2 separate regions of the Danio rerio genome follow, and region 2 is linked to region 1. Evidence: chromatin contacts called from public HiChIP or PLAC-seq data. All regions are on one chromosome and are shown on one strand. Each heading gives the region's core, a stretch centred on a gene start, on an enhancer-like site or on the middle of the called end of the contact. The rest is flanking DNA. Distances are from core to core; before and after follow the strand shown. Region 1 holds the start of ctbp1l (C-terminal binding protein 1-like). Region 2 holds the start of zgc:113229.

Region 1 (4,688 bases), core at 966-3,465:
GTGGCCAGTCTATCTATCTATCTATCTATCTATCTATCTATCTATCTATCTATCTATCTATCTATCTATCTATCTATCTGTCTATCTATCTATCTATCTATCTATCTCTATCTATCTATCTATCTATCTATCTATCTATCTATCTATCTATCTATCTATCTATCTATCTATCTATCTATCTATCTATCTGTCTGTCTGTCTGTCTGTCTGTCTGTCTGTCTGTCTGTCTGTCTGTCTGTCTATCTATCTATCTATCTATCTATCTATCTACAGTATCTATCTACAGTATCTATCTGTCTGTCTGTCTGTCTGTCTGTCTGTCTGTCTGTCTATCTATCTATCTATCTATCTATCTGTCTACAGTATCTATCTATCTGTCTACAGTATCTATCTATCTATCTATCTATCTATCTATCTATCTATCTATCTATCTATCTATCTATCTATCTATCTATCTATCGATCGTGCTGGATAATTTGGCCATTCATTCCGCTGTGGCGACCCCGGATTAAAAAAAGGGACTAAGCCGACAAGAAAATCAATGAATGAATTGCTTTACCTGTGTTTGCTGTGTGATGGGCTTCATTGTCCTGCTGTGTAGTTGAGTAGGTGAACTGAGGGGAAGAAGCACATGTTGCTGAAGGAGCTCCTGGTGAACATTTGTGTTCTCTTTGGCATTTCGTTTTATTAGAGATTCAAGTCCTGCTGAACAAAAGAATCTCCAAACCACCGCTCTTCACCTCCACTTTTTACTGACTTTAATGCAGACACTTTGGCTTCAGTCTTTCCCCAGTTTGATGCTTCCCATCTGCATGTGCTCCTCAGCAAATGTTGGTGTAGTCTTTTGATTTGGTTTGGTCACTGCAGAGTAAACATTCGATCCACTTGTTTTAAGTGTCGAGACACTGAATGAGACACATCTTTACACTGTTCAGTGCTGAACTGATAATCAATTCCAGCTACAGCCTTGAATTGATAAGATTTTCTGCATTGTTCTGTCCTTTCATGCATGTTTGTCTTTCATGGACGACCAGCCTTTTTGAGCGACATAATGGAGATCAGTGGCATTTTAACCCTCAAGAGTCCATAAGCATATTAATTAATTCATTCATTTTCCTTCAACCTAGTCTCTTAATTTCAGGGGTCGCCACAGAGGAATGAACCACCAACTAAGGACATTTTTGGAAAAATCATTTTATTTTAATTGTTTTTTAATAGTTTCCTTAACCTGAGCAGTTCAGTTTTTCTAACTTTACCATCTGAACACAAACTCAAATCAACAATGTTAAGCAGCAGAAAAAATCCTTAATCATTCCCAAAAATGGGAACTCATACGTAATGAATGGGAAATAAAAAATTCTAAGCATTTTATTTTTATTTGTCCAATAAAATCAAATAAATCTATCACAATGGCGATCAATCATGTACCTAAATGAGGTCTGAGTCTATACAATTTTCAAACCTCAATATAAGAAAAATTCAGTGACAGACACAAAAAACAGCCCCTGTCCCTTATAAATATTTTGATATTTTTATGACTTGATGTCACCAAGTTTAAGTTTTGGTTGGTCTGAACTGACTGCAGTGATGTTTTTGCTAAAGAGATATTATCTATGACATAAAGAATAAGCATATTTTACATAAACATCCAATTTTAAAAAATGGTTAAATTTTTTTAAATAGTTTATTTTATCTGAATAGTTCAAGACATGGCTAGGTTTTATAAGTTTGCCACTTGAGCAAACAAAACAAGAGGACATTATTCAACACAGTTTTCTTTAGGTCCTGCATAACTCATCCCATAGAATATTAATGAGGAATACTACAATTAAAAGCATTTTTAAATTGTACTTTTAGAGGGTAAAAATAAATACTTGTCACTGAATAATTGATGACCAAATTTAAGCACACAGACTTACATACAGGCAGTTTGCCAGCATAACGAATTTCACAACCACAGCTCAAGATAAAAGCTGAATAGCTACTAAATGACCACGTGTCAAGTGTAGAGTGCGACACATCTTACTCATCTGTTCGCTGTGTTTGTCAAGTACATCCAAATTAATCGGATGTATGTTGAATTTAAACCGAGCGAGCTCAGTCTCAATTTCCCGCTTGAGGTACCGCAGAGCGGCCTGCGGGAGGCGCTCGTCCGCGCGGAGCTCATGTTTGCACTCTGAATATTCGCTCTTTCACAGCACGTTGTCTGTGCGGCCTCGACTTCCTTTTCTGTGCAGATTTCATGGCGAGTGATAGCGGAGAAGAGTTGATTCACCTACCGTGACCACACTGACCCGCACATCAACCTCCAGAGACGCCTTTTTGTCGGGTGAGTGGGGCGCGTTACTCCGTTTCTGGGTCATATTTGACACATTACTCACATCGGAGTCTCGATTGTGTGCGCTAAGAGACTGCTATGTGTTATTATTACTGTGTACCTCTCATACTATGTGTATGTGTGAGTGTGTTTAATGTTTGGTAGCTCAGTTAGCAACCACAGTCAAAGCGCCTTTCTCAGTGCGTATTTTACAGCAAGTAGAGCAACGATGCTAACGACGAATATAGTTATAATTCCCACTTTAAAACAAAAATAAGTTCATAAGACTTCCGTGAACTGTTTTGTCCACTTGTTTTGGGGTTAATTGTGTAGTCAGTTGCATTGTGTCTTGCTGCATCTGCTAATTAGCTAGCGCAAGGCTAACTGAATAACTTGCAGCGAGCGGGCGACGCGACAAAACTAGGACGCTTCCGTTTTAATTGACCGAAAATGCAGTTTTGTGGTGATTAACGTGAGTATTTGAGTCCGCAACCGTTGATCTGGCGCTCGCCGAGTGTCCGCGCGCGGAGTCCAGCGGTCCCGCGATCATTCCCGGCGGAGAGACGCGGCGATAGCAATATCCTCGCAGGATTCATCAATATTTCACTTAATTTAACTTAGTTTTCCTGCGCTGGACTACACAACACAACCACAGTGATGTTTAGAAAGAAAATAGATGAAGAAGTTTTAACTTTGTGATTCTTTACTTGTCTCATACTTCAAATAAGCCATCAAAACGTACCTACTAAACAGTACTGTTTATTAAACACGTTTATCTGCCTCCTCTGATCGTTTTATTTGGATATCCAATGGTGCAAAATGTAACTGGAGTGGTTTTAAAAACTTGTTTTAAACGGTCGTTTGGAGTGTTTGAGGCGCTACAACATCAATGCATGTGAAATGGGCGTTATTTCTATTGCGAGCACACGAGACTTACAATTTCGTGTATTATGAAAAAGTAATTAAATGTCTGTGCATTCTTATGATTTTGACTTAATTCCATCTTCATGGTCTGTTCTCTTTCATAAATGTTTAATTTCCCCCTTCAGCTGCCATTGTAAAGACTGTGACGTCAGCAGAGTGGTTGATTTGCTTTGACATCATCAAGTAGGTGGTTGCATTATTATTATTATTATTATTATTATTATTATTATTTTCAGTCATCTCTATTTTTACAAATCTGTCATATATGTGGGTGAACGAGCCTCACAGTGTAACTTCACAAACAGGTAGTTGTGTGTTACACCAGATGAAAATGTGCATGTTATTTTTACATGATTATTAGATCAGAGTAGGCATGGGCTGATATAAGATTCTGACGGTATGATAAGTTTGACGGTATTGTGATTACTGCTATAAAATATATTCTTTTTAAATGTCTGGGTAAAAAACTACTTTTTCCACTTTGAACATAAAATATTTTATATGAGAAAACATTTATAATATTTTGGAGCAGTAAACATGTCGGGCTAAATCAAATGAATCATTGACTTCTGCTGTCTTCATTAGTTTCCAGAACACAGATTCCAATACAATTCACAGGGTTTATTCGATCTTTGAAAAACCTGGAGAAGTCATGGAATTTTGACATGGCATTTTCCAGGCCTGGAGAAGTTTTGGAAAAACAGAAAAACCCACAAAGTTTTGAAAAAGTCATGGAAAACAAATATCTGTAATCTTGAATATAGGTTATTTGTCTTGACTTCTATTCTGTCCTTGGCCAATCACATACTCACATTATTAGTGCGGTGTAAGCATTATCTAAATCAATTTTACATGTTCATAAATGTAAATTCAAACTAAATAGATTGCTGCATGTTTTACGATGTTGTGTAATAAATTTAAACATGCATTGTTTTTCTTTTACCACACATATGATACATTGCATGAAACCTTAGGTCATGAAAATTTACTTTAAAGTCTTGAGAAAATCGTGGAAAAGTCATGAAATTTTAGTTGTATGAACCCTGAATTTAAAACGGCATCTTGGATCTGATTTCTGCTGGAGACACTGTCTTCCTAAAAAACTTAAAACAAAGCGTAAAAAAAAACAAAGTATTTATACAATATAGCAGAACATTTTGTTATTTAAAAAATCTTGACTTTTTCAAACTGTTGTATATCTTGAAAATGGTTATCCAATGCCTTTTCCTATTCTTAACATGTGAATTTAATCTTTACAGATATTTTAAGGATTTTGGTGGTTTCTTGACTGAACAGTCTTGTCGCGTTGTGGACGTAGCTGGTCTTATCAAAGAACTGCCAGTCGATGGCTCTGATGGACAAACACAAAGTGAAGCGGCAGAGATTGGACCGCATCTGTGAAGGTAAGATGCAACCTTATTAAACGGATAATATGGTAGACTTTTAC
Region 2 (4,688 bases), core at 1,124-3,623, 110 kb after region 1:
ACTTCAATCTGTAGAAGTTATGTTGCGTCACATGTTTAGATTTAACTTATTTATCACACAACGCTTTGCGTCCCGGGTGAGCTTTCACTAAATAACATGAGTTTCATTACCTTTCACGTTTGCTCCAGTTGCAACACAATCCATGATATTTTGTCAATAATACTATTTTTAAACAAAGTAAAGCATGAACTATCCACTAGCTCGATCTGTTGATAGTAATGAATCAGGTAACCGGCCACATGACACCAGCGGCGCTTATAATGCGGTGAATTGATCGTAAAGACAGGTTTAAGAGCTGTTATCTTTTATCGAATAAAAAAGACGCATAATTAAGACGATAAACTTATTATAAGAAAATAATTCAAGAAATCGGCAGTTGTGCGACACTGTTTACTTCGAATCAGACATATGGCGCGTATTTTCTGCTCCACCCAATCAGCGCGAGGTCTCAGACACACAGCGTTTACGTCATAACAAAGCGTCCACATACAGAGACAGAGGCCTCCCACCATGTGAAAGAAAAAGCATAGGAAAACAGGTTTTACAGGGTCAGCTTTAGGTTCGTTGATTTTAAATTAGTTATTCTCATAAGTTTAAAACATGAAAAGCTGTTTGAAAACAATTTATGAGCATTCAGTTCGTTATGGGTGTAAAGTAAAACTAAATACCTTCAGTTCAGGGGTTTCCTTTTTTCTTTAGATGCAAGATTGTTTTAAAACATCATCCTCATGTGATATAAAAATACATATCAATGGGCTATATGCACAGCTAGTGTCTTTCTGACAATTATAAACTTCTGGTTAAAGCTTAATGTAACTATTTTCAGTTTTATGAGGTTCCTTTAACAGCATTGATGTTATAATGTAATTCAAATATAATCAGTTAAATAGACTTAGAAATCCATTTCGTTGTTAAAGCATAAAAAGAGAAGAAAGACCATTTAAACGTAGATGCCGTCATTAGCCACAGGCTAGCTCTGAAACTCCATTGAAAATACTGGGGTAAAATAAACTGCCATATTTTAAAGACATGGCGTGGAAAAATATAGTTTAATGCTTCTTGTTTGGTCTGATACTTTATATCGTGTCTCAGCCAGGCAGTGAAGATCGCTGTTTTTTTTTAAGAGCTCAGATCTTAAACTCAACGATTTTGTATAAGATGACAATAAACCTGAAGCCCTGGGGCTGGCAGACTGAAATTAAAAGTCTGTGTGCATATACCCCATTATATGGCTAAATTTAGTTTCTGTTAGCTTTATAAAGACATTCTACTTTTTGCTCTTTTTTATTTATTTACATAATTATTTATTTACTTATTTTAATATTTATTGTTAATATCAATCTGCAATTATATGTTTGTTTTAACTGAAAATGTAGAATGATGTTTTGTACTATTTGCTTTATAATTATTAGATTATTTAAATTAAATTTGTTTCAATTGTTAATTTTTCATTATTTATTTTAATCTTACATTTTATTTCTGTTAATTCAACTATTTATGAGGCGGCATGGTGGCTCAGTGGTTAGCACTGTCCCCTTACAGCAAAAAGGTTGCTGGTTTGAGTCCCGGCTGGGCCAGTTGGCATTTCTGTGTGGAGTTTGCATGTTCTCCCTGTGTTCGCATGGGTTTTCTTCAGGTGCTGCGGTTTTCCCCACAGTCCAAAGACCTTCGCTATAAGTAAATTTTATAAACTAAAGTTCATTCCACTATGGCGAGCCCTGATGAATAAAGGGACTAAGCCGAAGGAAAATGAATTAATGAATAATTCAGCTATTGTTTTAAACATATTTAGTTTGTTTGTACACTTTTATTTTTTTCTCCTAATGCAGACCCAAAGAGTCTTCCATATACAAGTGAATACGAATGTAAACTTACAGTACAATGCATTTAGCCTGCACTACAACAACAATGTACAGTATTTGTAGACGTGCTTTTGTTTAATGCATATTTTCTTTTTCCCCTGAAGAAAATTAGTTGACACCCATTAATTTGAAATTAAACTATTTGAAGTATGAACTGAAGTCAAGTTTGAACTTGAAAGGAAGCAATACTTTACACCATAATTAGATGTGAGATAAACGTATTTCAATATAAGCATATAATGTATTGTATTTTACTTTGTATACACATTAGTATAGATCTGCAGATATCCACCTGAACACCATAATTACTGACGCAGTGATTCATAGAAAGACATCAAAATGTTCTTAACATACTTTCAGGCATAGTTTCTCAACTATTCAGCGGCTGGTCAGAGGGAGTGACAAAAATACAAAATGTTTCACCCTGACACACTTGTCTTACCTGTCCATCTGGGTGTTAGATACGCCTCCTTTTTTACCATTCTTTACACACTTCTTCCTTCTGCACTTCACAAATCAAGAAAATGTTTTGAGAGAACACAAATGGAATGGAAGTTGAGCCAAATTAATAATGGATGGAAATAAACACTTGGATGGACTAACTTGGTGGCACAAATGAAGGATCTGTGGAATCATAACTAAGTTGCATGTAAGTTGAGCCTCTAAAGTCATTCTACCTGTCTGTGTTCATCTATCCAGTATTTGTGAGCCGTCTGTACTCATATGTGCGCATGTGGTTTCAGAGCCCAATGGCGGAGCTGAACCCTGTCTCAGACACTCATGCCTTACTGGAATCTATGCTTCAGAAATTACGATTGAACACTCAACAGACCAACAGCAGTTCAGTCACTGATATGCAAACATGCAGTGCTTCTGAATCAGCAGAGGATTCATCTAAAACAAACCTTTACCAATTTGGAACCTCCATCAGAAGTAAAGAGCAAGATGGACGCAGCTCAGTTTGGAATAACTGGGGGAACTCTTGGACTCAACAGTCTCCTAATTTTGGAAGCGCATTGACTCCTGCAGCTAAAAAGCCTGCCAAAAGGATCACTAAACACTTAGCGTCTTCTGCTAAACCTAAACGTCCACCATTAATATGGGGAGAAAACAAGCGTTTTATCTCAGAGAGATCTAATGATGTCACTTCCAGTGTTGGGAATGAACAGTTTTCCCTGGGAGGGGAGATCAGGTCAAATGTGCCACCTTTATACCAAACTGAAACCTTCAAAAACCCTCCTGACCTTCTCGCTCCAACACTAACGCCATCATCTTTAGTGCTGGACAAAACCGAGGTCAGGGGTCAGTGGAGTTGGGCTGCCGAGAGTGAGAAAAATATAGGTGGAGGATTTATTGAGCTACCAGAAAAAACGACAAAGACAAGTAGGAAGACGTGGGGGGAGCCTAAAAGATGGGCTCAGAGTGTGAAGGAGAGATGGAGAGAGAGACGCAGAGGCACACAGAGCAGACAAAGAGATGATGGACAGACCCAGATGCAGAATAAAGCACAGGTTAGTATTAATTTGAGGATGTTGCATTTAAATCTAAATTTGGTCTCAGGTTTGCAAAACAGTAAAATCATTGCAAGTATAAGCCAGACACAGAAAACCGCCAGATCACAGCATGCTAATTTTAAAGGAGTTCACCCCAAAATGATAGGCATTTATTACCATATATAACCATTTATTCGGGTAGTGCTGTCGCCTCACTGCAAGGTCACTGAGTCGAGCTTCAGCTGGGCTAGAGAGCATTTCTGTATGGAGTTTGCATGTTCTCCCCGTGTCTCCGGGTGCTCCAGTTTACCCCACAGTCCAAAGACATGTATAAGTAAACTGGATAAGCTAAACTGTCAGTAGTGTATGTGTGTGTATGTCCTGGTCTTCCAGGTTGAGGGTTGAGCATTGGGTTAACCTTGTAAAATTAAATGTTACGAAACACCAACATGGTGCAGCTAAATATCAGCTTCGATATAAACGGCCCTGGGAGTAAATATAAATAAAATGTATTCATTTCTTCTTCCTCGTGTTTAAAACTTTAAGTGTTTCTTTCACCCGTTGAACACAAAAGGAGCTATTTTGAAAAAGGCTGGCTGCTGGGACCCATCAGCTTCAATAGTAGGAAAGACATTACTAAAAAATGAAGTCAATATGTTGGCACGGTGGCTCAGTGGTTAGCAGTGGTTAGCAAGATCGCTGGTTGCAGTTCTGACTGGGCCAGGAAGCATTTCTATGCAGAGTCTCCATGGTTTCCAAAGACATGCCATAGTGAATGAGTGCATGTGCATGAATGTGAGAGAGTATGGGTGTTTCCCAGTACTGGGTTGCAGCTGGAAGGGCATCTGCTGCGTAAAATAGTTGGCGGTTCATTCCCTGATAAATAAGTGACTAAGCTAAAGTTAAAAGTAGGGAATGCATGAAGTGAACAAAGTCAATGGGTGCCAACTACCAGCATTGCGCTTAAAACATTTGAAATGCATACATGATACATTTAAAGATAACAACCTAACAACACCACAGCAACTACATTTCACTGTGATAAATAGGCATCCGAAAACAACATGAGGCAATGTGACTTGTTGCCTAATTACCCTATGAGACAGCGATGCTGGAAGCAGTGTTTGTTCACAGACACCTCAAAAAAAAAAAAAGATTTTAGAAAGACTTCTGAGAGAGTACAACTAAATAGAGTGAGCTTTGACCATAACAAAGGGAATATTTGCTTATTAAAAGACATCAAACATTGGTCAAAAATGTACATTTACAAACAAAATGATACCTGAGCGAAGCTCCAATGCTTTTTTTTCCGCATAGCTGTCAGAAATCTAGA

What was found. HiChIP or PLAC-seq counts read pairs in DNA pulled down with a chosen protein or histone mark.
Region 2: an H3K4me3 HiChIP or PLAC-seq map of gastrula embryo shows a contact between it and region 1, with 2.3 times the contacts expected there. The contact joins the promoter of zgc:113229 here to the promoter of ctbp1l in region 1. A contact is called at or near these places in 2 of 4 datasets of contacts at active chromatin or transcription factors (embryo and gastrula embryo).

The regions. Positions count from the first base shown.
Region 1 is chr14:26,131,087-26,135,774 of GRCz12tu, forward strand. ctbp1l (C-terminal binding protein 1-like) reads left to right here and starts at 2,216. Exons shown (of 11, transcript NM_131714.3): 1 at 2,216-2,329; 2 at 3,367-3,424; 3 at 4,501-4,644. The coding sequence starts at 4,587.
Region 2 is chr14:26,244,297-26,248,984 of GRCz12tu, forward strand. zgc:113229 reads left to right here and starts at 2,374. Exons shown (of 6, transcript NM_001017913.1): 1 at 2,374-2,511; 2 at 2,606-3,373. The coding sequence starts at 2,612. rad9a (RAD9 checkpoint clamp component A) reads right to left here and starts at 440. Exons shown (of 11, transcript NM_200207.2): 1 at 111-440. The coding sequence starts at 144.